Regions from separate parts of the Mus musculus genome. Here region 1 is linked to region 2. A link is a contact called in public Hi-C data. All regions are on one chromosome and are shown on one strand. The core of a region is the stretch at or near the end of the contact, and the rest is flanking DNA. Distances in the headings are between cores, read along the strand shown. Region 1 holds the start of Tent4b (terminal nucleotidyltransferase 4B). Region 2 holds the start of Trir (telomerase RNA component interacting RNase).

What was found. Hi-C and Micro-C count contacts between places; a contact is called where the count stands out from the background.
Region 1: a Hi-C map of B cells shows a contact between it and region 2, with 5 read pairs. The contact joins the promoter of Tent4b here to the promoter of Trir in region 2.

The regions. Positions count from the first base shown.
Region 1 is chr8:88,197,263-88,201,591 of GRCm38.p6, forward strand. It overlaps Tent4b (terminal nucleotidyltransferase 4B), which reads left to right and starts at 2,620. Exons shown (of 12, transcript NM_001372333.1): 1 at 2,620-3,240. The coding sequence starts at 2,642.
Region 2 is chr8:85,023,723-85,028,601 of GRCm38.p6, forward strand. Trir (telomerase RNA component interacting RNase) reads left to right here and starts at 3,111. Exons shown (of 3, transcript NM_026760.3): 1 at 3,111-3,512. The coding sequence starts at 3,177. It overlaps Get3 (guided entry of tail-anchored proteins factor 3, ATPase), which reads right to left and starts at 1,565. Exons shown (of 7, transcript NM_019652.2): 1 at 1,383-1,565; 2 at 456-603. The coding sequence starts at 1,543.

The DNA.
Region 1 (4,329 bases), core at 1,370-3,869, 3.2 Mb after region 2:
TCACTCACTGGACACAAGGTCCATGAAGGCATGGACCTTATCAACATTGTTCTTTGCTGTATCCTCAGAACCTGGTATATAATTGCCTCTTGACATATTTGTTGAATTAATTGAATGGATTGAGTTTGAATATTTACCTCTCTTTGCCTCCTCATTCAGGCAGTAAATTCACGGAAAGCTGCCAAATACCCTGGTTGATTAACTTCTCTAAGGTCACTTTAACTTAGCTCTGTGTGGAGGATAGATAGCTCAGGATCTGCTGACAGCTTGAAGGAGTGGCTAAGTTACAGGCAGGACTGGGCCGACTGGGCAGGGTTGGGCAGCCAGCATTCCTTGCTGCTGCATGATATCCCTGAGGGTGGTAGCTCACCCACATTTGATTTGATTTTATTTTTGTTTTTGATTTTTGGGTTTTTTTTTTTTGTTTGTTTGGGGGGGGACGGGACAACAGGGTTTCTCTGTATAGCCCTGGCTGTCCTGGAAATCACTCTGTAGACCAGGCTGGCTTTGAACTCAGAAATCTGCTTGTCTCTGCCTCCCAAATGCTGGGACTAAAGGCATGCGCTACCATGCCCGGCTTACATTTGAATTTATAAAGTACTTTTACAATTTTTTATTTTTATGTACATTAGAGTTTTGCTTGCATGTAAGTCTGTGTTGTGTGTCAGATCCCCTGGAACTGGACAGTTGTGAGTTGCCATGTGAGTGCCGGGATTTGAACTTGGGTCCCCTGGAAGAGCAGCCAGTACTCTTAGAGGCTTTAAAGGTTGAGCCATCTCCAGCTCCTATAAAGTGCTCTTGTATATCATCTTATTTGATCATTTTTGCTAGCCTCTAGTAGTTCTTCACATTTGCTGAAAGAAAAAAAAATAGCTCACATACAACAAATAACTTTTGTTAAGGTACTATTGTAATGGAAAAAAAATTAAATATACAAAAATGTAAAAAAATACCAATGGCAGTGACTTATAACATGACATTTGCAGAAAAGTGCAAAATAACTGAATGTCTTGTATTTTGACATGTATTGTACAGAGACTTGGGGAAGAAATGGAAACATTTAATAGTGTGTCTTCACTTTCATGTGTGTGTGTGTGTGTGTGTGTGTGTGTGTGTCCCCGTCCGGAAAAGGAGGGCTTGAGTCTCAAGTTGTTATGTAGCTATGGATGGCCATGAATCGGAGATTCTCCTTTCCTGCTGAGGGTCTGGCACCAACCTCAGGGCATTTCGTGTGCTAAGCAAGCACTCTAATAGAGTTACAATTAGCTCAGCCAGTGGTCATTGTATTCTTTTTTTTTTTTTCCCCCTAAGAAAAAACGTAGAGCAATGATTCATTCTGTGACAAACAGATTTTTAATCCTTTGCAAAATAAGTAAATAAACAAAACCAATCACCACCACCCCAAACTTTCCAGGATATTGAACTGGGCACAGAGCCAAAACTCAAGTGTCAGTCAGGGACTCGGTTCTGGAATTTGCAGCGAGCTTGAAGCATGCGCACAGTAAGTGTTCTAGTCTTCTGGATAATGTTAATTACTGACAACCACCCCCTGCCCCCTTTTTGGTTATTTTTCGCGCCAGAAGAAAGCTACACAAATGGGCATTCTATGAAAAACGATCATTAACCGCAACGGTAGTGTGATTTTAGGTTTAAAAGGCTTCGAGTATTCTTAGTTATGAAAGTTGAGGGGCTTTGAGCTCGTAAGTGCACCTTGGAACAGCCGCGCTGTGTGGCCCTCCAGCCGGGCAGCGGTGCCAGCACTCGCGACCCAGAGGCCGCTGAGACCGCTCCGGAACCGAGATGCGCGTGCAGCCGCGTGCTAACCCGGCCCTTGAGCGGAAGCCCGCCCTTCTCGTGCTCGCGCGGCGCGCGGCCAGGAGCCCCGGGGCCGCGCCGGGACCGAGGGGCGGAGCCGGCGGTCCGGAGCGGGGTGGGCGGCGCAAACCAGTCACTTTCCGCGGAGTCGGCAGCCGCCTCGTGTGCCTCGGCGGCGCTTGAGCGGCAACAGAGTCCTGCGGCGGCGCGCGCGTCCGAGGTGCCCGGAGGCCCAGGTACGTGCGACCCCAGCTAAGCTAGCGCGGGACGGTTGACCAGGCGGTTGCGGCCCCGCTGCCTGCAGCCTGCCGCGGCCTCTGTGACGCGCGGTGCGGCCTCGGGGAACCCGCGGACGGCTGGCAGCAGGGACGGGGCGGGGCGAGCGCGGCGGCGGGGCAGGCGGAGCGGAGCGAGGGGCGGAGCCGGCGGAGGCCCCGCCCCGGGGCCGAGCAGCACGGACGCTACGGAGCAGGCGCGTCCCGCTGCCGCCGCCGCTGCCGCCGCCGCCGCCGCTGCTGCTGCCGCCGCCGCCACCACCGCCGCCGCCGCTCGCCCTTCTCGGGATCCGCCGCCGCCATTTGCACGGGAACCCCGGTGACAGGGGCTCGGCGGAGGGGCGGAGGGAGGGGGGAGGGCCTGCGAGCCCCGAGGGCGGGAGCGACGCCGCCGGCGCCGGCCAGGCTCCCTGCGCTACCGCGCCGCCCGTGGCGGAACCCGGGTGGCAGCGGCGGCGGCGGCCGAGGGCGGGCGTGCGCCTGAGGCAGCGGCGGCGGCGGCGGCCCTGCGGGCGGCCGGGAGGGGCGGGGGCAGCGGCCGCCGCCGTTTGATGGATCCGAGGATCGCCTGGTTCCAGCCAGAGCAGCTCGGACCGTCCAATAGTCTGTGGATGCAGATCTGGGAGACGACCCAGGGGCTGAGGAACCTCTACTTCAACCACCACTGTCACAGCAGCGGCGCGAGCAGCGCGAGCGGCGGGAGCGGCAGCGGCCCCGGCAGCCCCGGCGGCACGGCCCCGGCCCCGGCCGGCATGTTCCGCTCGGGGGAGCGCCCACTGGGCGGCCTCGCCGTGCCCGCGGAGCAGCGGGACTTCCTGCCCCTGGAGACGACCAACAACAACAACAATCACCACCAGCCGGCGGCCTGGGCACGGCGGGCATCGGCGGGCCCCTCGGCGTCGCCGGTCCCATCGGCTCCCTCGTCCCCGCGACCGGCGGCCGCACTCCCCGCCTCCGAGTCTACCGACCCGGCCTCGGGCAGCAGCAACAAGAGGAAACGTGACAACAAGGCCAGCACCTACGGACTCAACTACAGCCTGCTGCAGCCCAGCGGAGGGCGCGCGGCCGGAGGCGGACGGGCGGACGGCGGCGGGGGCGTGTACAGCGGGACCCCGTGGAAGCGACGGAACTACAACCAGGGAGTCGTGGGGTGAGTGCTGGCGTCGTGGCCTGCGTCTTGGAGGGTCGGCACACCCGCACAGCGGGGAACACGCCCACAGGCGGGAGGGGGGGATGATGGGTGGGGGATGGGGAGCCCCAGTGGGGCCTCCAGAGCATCGGTGGCCATTCATTCCTTCATAGCTTGACCAGTCTCGGTGGACCTTTCTTTGGAATTCCTTTGGAAAAAGTGGAGCTATCCTCTCCTTTTCGTAGTCATCTCTACCTTCCTCCTCTCCTAACTGTCCACACCTTCCCGATGCATTCTTGCTTGTCCTTCTCCTGGATCTTTCTATGCTCTAGAATTCAGCCTGCCCTCTGATCCCTTTCTGTCCTCCACACCTTGCTCCCCACCACCACACCCCAAGATGAAGCCCCTTAGCATCGGGCTAGTTAACTTCCTGAGAACGTTTCTGCCTTAGCGTCTTTAGATGTTAGGACCAGGAGGTGCTCTTCTTGCCAAGAATAGAAACATCCAGAATGCTCCTTCCCCTCCCCCAGTCCACGACGAAAATCTCCTCAGCCCTGAAAGACACTGCCTGCTCTTGATCCTTTGGCCCATCTTTTATATTTACTTAAGGAAAAAAAAAAAAAAAGCCAGTGTTTGCCATGTCTGTCGTGAGCAGAAAGCACTGAGTGACAGCTAGCTTGAAGTTGTCATAGATGGTGAGCTTTTCTGAGCCCTGACAGAACTTTGCAGGAGTTCATGGTCGGCAGCTTCTCACTGTGAGGTTGTCACTGTGGCAGAGGTAGCAGTGGTTTTCATTTAGGGGTGCTGGTGTTAGTGTGTGAATGTTGCACCACCGGTGACTTTGTGTTTAAAGTTCAGCTCTTACAAAATGGAATCTTACCTGAGCCCTAGTGAATTATGTACATAAGCTGGGAATGTTTCCAGCCTGCTTTTCCTTTGGGAAGAGCCCCTGTGTTGGCTGGATTAGGTTACTGAGTCTTTTCTTCTCGTTCTTTTTTTTTCCCTTTTCATAAACTTATGCTTTTGGATTTTGGTGTAGTGTGTGTGTGAGAAGTGTAGAGTGTGGTTTGTGTAGCTCCAGTATGGAAAACCAGCTCTGAAGGTTTTTGA
Region 2 (4,879 bases), core at 1,861-4,360:
TTGCCCAGCCAGCAGAGCCCCACAGTGTGCATCTCTGGTTGGGCCTCCTTCTTGTTTGCTCTGTTCCAGTTTATCGCCTTTCTCCCCGCTCCTCAAAGGTTTCCTTCCCACAAGCCTCTCTGGGTGTATGTTGGGGGTGTGACGCCTAGAGATGAGTATGTAGACTATGATTGGCCTGGTGGCTGCTGGTAGGTACGTCCTCAAAAGGCCTTATGGTTGGGGCCGGAGAGATGGCTTGGTGTTCAGAGTACTGGCTGCTCTTGTAGTGGATCTGGGCTGGATTCCCAGCACCCAGATGGTGGCTCACAGCCATCTGTAAGTCCAGTCCCAGGGGATCTGATGCCCTCATCTGGCCTCCATGGGTACCAAGAATGCACTCTGGGTAAAACACCTGTCACTAAAACAAGATCTGCCTTATGGGGACCTCAGGCAGAGCTGAGGCCAGCTTTACTTACCATAGCAAAGAGGTTGTCATAGCCTTTGACCTTGGTAGGCACCTTGGAGAACTTCTGGTCAAAAGCATCTGAGATGTTGTGAGCTGGGTCTGTGGAAATGATCAGAACACTCTCACGTCCCTTCGACAGCTGGACTGCCAGGCTGCAGCTGCGAAAAAGAAACGTGAGAAGATGAGGAGTGAGGAGTCAGTTTTGGTAGTGGTGTTTGTAGCAGGATCTGCAAGGTCAGGCCACAGAAACCTGGATCTGCAAGGACCTTATGACCAATGTATAGGTCCCAGTGAGATCAAGCCTTACTTAATCCTTGAAGAAATCACCACCTGACTTCGATTCCGATAGGACTGGTGTGCAATATTCAGCTGACTGATAGGATCTTTTTGAATGCCTGTTTCTGCTTTTTTTTCCCCTCCCTTTTTGGCACTCAGTGGCACAAACCAGCTGTCCAGCAGGCAGAATGCTTTCCCTCCCTCCCTCTACTTGTTCAGGACAATGTACTTCACCTCTCAACGAACCGAGGCACCATAATCACGTGCCCTTTCCACTCCGTTTTACTTCTTCCCTCTCTGGCATCAAATAGAAGTCTGTTATACTAAGACAGCTTGCCTTAGTGTCGCTCCCTCTACTCTGAACTCCCTGGGGGAGGGTGGGGGGGGTACTGTCCGGCGGGCTGCGGGATTTACGTGTTCCTCTGCACATCCCACACGCTGAATTCACAAGACCCAAAGAGAGATGATCCAACCCAGGATGCTAGGCTTGCATTCAGGAGGTATCTTCAGCAGGCTGCAGTAATTTCCAGAGAGAAACAACCCCGTAGAGCCATGCTCAGTTCGCTTTGCCCCGCTCGGGAAGAGAAAGCCGGTCCCTGTCCTCCCTTTGGTCCAGTGGTACATCCCACCCGTCCTCTGGGCCCCGCTAGAGTCTCCTTACCTGCAGGTGGTCTTACCAACGCCACCCTTGCCCCCGACGAAGATCCACTTAAGGCTACGCTGCTCGATGATATTGCTAAGCGTGGGTTCCAGCGGCTCCACATCAGGTGCATCCTCGAACTCTTCTGCTTCAACCCCCCACCCGGCCACCCCCGCCGCCATCTTGGACCCGGCTCACGTGATTAATCGGGGCGCACCACGTGCTAAATACGTACAGGGGAAATGAGTCTGCCACAGCCCTGTACAGGCTGGAAGTCTGACTTATTTTACTCCTGCATTGACATTTGGAGATAATGAGCGCTATCTTTTCACCATTTTATGAGTCAAGGGCTCACCTTTGTGAACTTTTGTCTGTAGTTTTCTAAGGATTCCCCTGTCTCGCGGACATATTGGTATGACCCAGACTACTGCTCTTCACTGATTGGGCCCTGAGTCTTGCGGCACTCTTTTCATTGGATGAATCTTGTCTTACTTCCACTAGTCACGCTCAAGTCCCTGCAGGCGTCAACCTCTCCTTAGCAACCAGGCAAACATCCTGGCCAAGCTTTTTGCGTGAAGTTAGAGCAGAGGTAGCTCTTGATTCCATAGGCTCAGTTTCCTGATTATCATTTCCCCCTTACTTTCTGTGTTGGACCTCAACATCTCTTCCGGTCCTCCAGTTACCCAGTTGGTTGTGAGCCACATGGTTTCTGTCGCAAACCAATTACGAACGAACTGGTTATTTGGCTGAGGGTCGATTAAAAGACTCCATTTGCTGCAGAGTATGCAGACTTTCCCCCTGTGTTCCCGGAACTCCCATGTTGGGCAGGAATGATTCCTGCAACAAGTCGTCCTTGTAGAAAGAACTTTAATTTCTGAAACTCTTATTGCGCTTGGCACTCTGCTTTCTCTCTGGGTGTGCTCCAAGTTCAGCAAATGCAATTTTAATCGAGTCCCTGTCCTTGGGAAAGAATACAAGGGTCCTTAGTCCCTTCATGCAGTACGCAGCTCAAAACATTAAGTCTTAGGTTCTCAGCCTGGAAATACGTTCGGCTTCATTTTAGTGCTCCAGCCTCTTTAAATACTAATCTCAGGCAGTGTCTAGCTGCACGCAGCCAGCGGTTTTCTTTCTTTCTTTCTTTCTTTTTGGTTTTTCGAGACAGGGTTTCTTTGTGTAGCCCTGGCTGTCCTGGAACTCACTTTGTAGACCAGGCTGGCCTCGAACTCAGAAATCCGCCTGCCTCTGCCTCCTGAGTGCTGGGATTAAAGGCGTGCGCCACCACGCCCCGCTGCCAGCGGTATTTTTATTTCAAGCTAAGAGATTAACTTCAGAGACAGATGTCAAACCTGGAGATGCTTCCATTCTAATAGGAGGTATCAAGTTAGATATGCTTTGTAGACCTAGTTAGGGGCCACACAAGTTCCCAAGGGACAATTGAAAACACAGGCTCCAAACAAGATCCGTTCAGTTACAGAGTTCTGGTGGCTGCCTGGGATTGTTCTCTTAGCCCTTACAGGGGGCCTGGGTCCCAAACGATGGTCCCATTCTCGGGGAGCTTCTGGCTGCTTAGCTAACTCGTATCTAGCAGGATTAGGGAACCGAGGACCAGAAGGAAAGGGACCGGCTTCTGGGCTCCATCGCCTGGTGGCCAGGTCAGAACCCTTTGGCCCCACCTAAGCTCCGCCCACTCTGCGTTGGCTTCTGGGTTCCGACCTCTCTTCCCAGCATGCATTGCTCCAGACGAAGCCAGTCCCGCGCCAAGCGCGCGGTCTGAGAGCCTTTCCCGACGTCCTTTGCACGGCATCTGGCCACAAAATGGCTGCCCGAGGGAGACGGGCGGAGCCTCCGGGTCGGGAGGCGCCCGGCCCGGCGGGCAGCGGCAGGAGCCGATGGGCTGAGTCGGGACCGGGAACGTCACCCGAGAGTGGGGACGACGAGGTGTCGGGCTCGAGTCCGGTGTCCAGCGGTGTGAACTTGTTTGCCAACGATGGCAGCTTCCTGGAGCTGTTCAAGCGGAAGATGGAGGAGGAGCAGCGGCAGCGGCAGGAGGAGCCACCCCCGGGCCCGCAGCGACCCGATCCACCGGCCTCCGCCGCGGCGGGCCCAGGGAATCCGAAGAGGAAGGGCGGCCCAGGCCCCACGCTCAGCTTCGTAAGGAGCCGCGGGGGTGGGGGCGGGCGCCGGGGCCCGCGTTGGCTGGGGGAGTCGGGCCCGGGAAGGGGCGTCATGGTCCAAGGCAGTCCTCCGCCCGGCTGCCTGGACGGTCCCGGTCGCTTGCTGAGAATCTCGAGCCTGGATTCCGGACCAGAGGTGTTTCTGGGCGGGAATGGGAATCCTTAGATCTCATTCGTGGGACCTGAGAACCGGGAAATTGCATTGGAAGCAGCGCTCTGGGGTTAGGGGGCCCTAGATGCTAGGATTCCCGTTTGATTTGTACCCAGACTTTGAATAGTGAGGCCCACATATAATGTGGGGGAAAAAGAGGAGACACATTTAAATCCCGAGTCTGCTGTAATCGTTAGACTCGACTCGGACCACGGACCGTAGCCGGGCGTGGTGGTACACGCCTTGTATTACAAGCACTCCGGATGCAAGAAGAGGAGAATTCGAAAAAGTGAGACCTTGTCCCAACTAAACAAAACCAACCAACCAATAACAAAAAGCAAATCACCGACTTTGTGGCCTTAGCAAGATCAATCGATTCCTTTCTTTATTATTTAACTAATGTCCATTTATTTAGCACCTTATCTTGTGCTGAGTATTTATTGGTGGTGTCTTTGACAGAAAAGAACGTTGTTTGTTTGGAGTGTGGGTGGCCTATCCTGATTTTCTGTAGTTCTAATAATTGAGATTTTGATGTATTTCATGAAGTGGTCCTAGGAAAGTCAGAACAGACTCTTAAAGAACAAGACCAGTGGTTCTCTACTGGGAGCAAGTCTCTTCATCCTCATGTATTTGGTAAAGTCTGTAGACATTTTGGTTGTCAAACTCTTAAGAGGAGATGCTAGTGACATCTATAGGTAGATAGCAGGGATGCTCTTCTGTATCCTATAACGCAAGGGATAACAAAGAATGATCTAGCTGAAAATGTCAAGTGTCATGTTGAGGAGCCTCGGGTTAAATAAGTTGGACATATACTCTGTTAGTTTTGAGCTTGCTTTGTCTCTGATGTTGAGACCTTGTAGTGGGGAGGAAGAAATGTTGGTTTGAGAATAACAGACTGTGGGTCAAATCTTGGATCCAGTTCTGTGGTTTGGGGTAAGGCTTAAGTTTGTTTAGGTCTTAAAAGGGGGTGTGTGTGAGCCTCCAAAGTGGCACATACATGGAATCCTAGCACTGTGGTGCTTGAGGCAGGAGGATTGCAGAGTCTGAACAAAGGTTACATTGTTTCTAAAAACAACACAGTGTGTGTGTGTGTGTGTGTGTGTGTGTGTGTGTGTGTGTGTGTGTGTCCAGTAGTGTGTGCCTGTAGTATCAGCTACTCAGGAGCTGAGAAAGGATCTGACGTGAAAGGATCT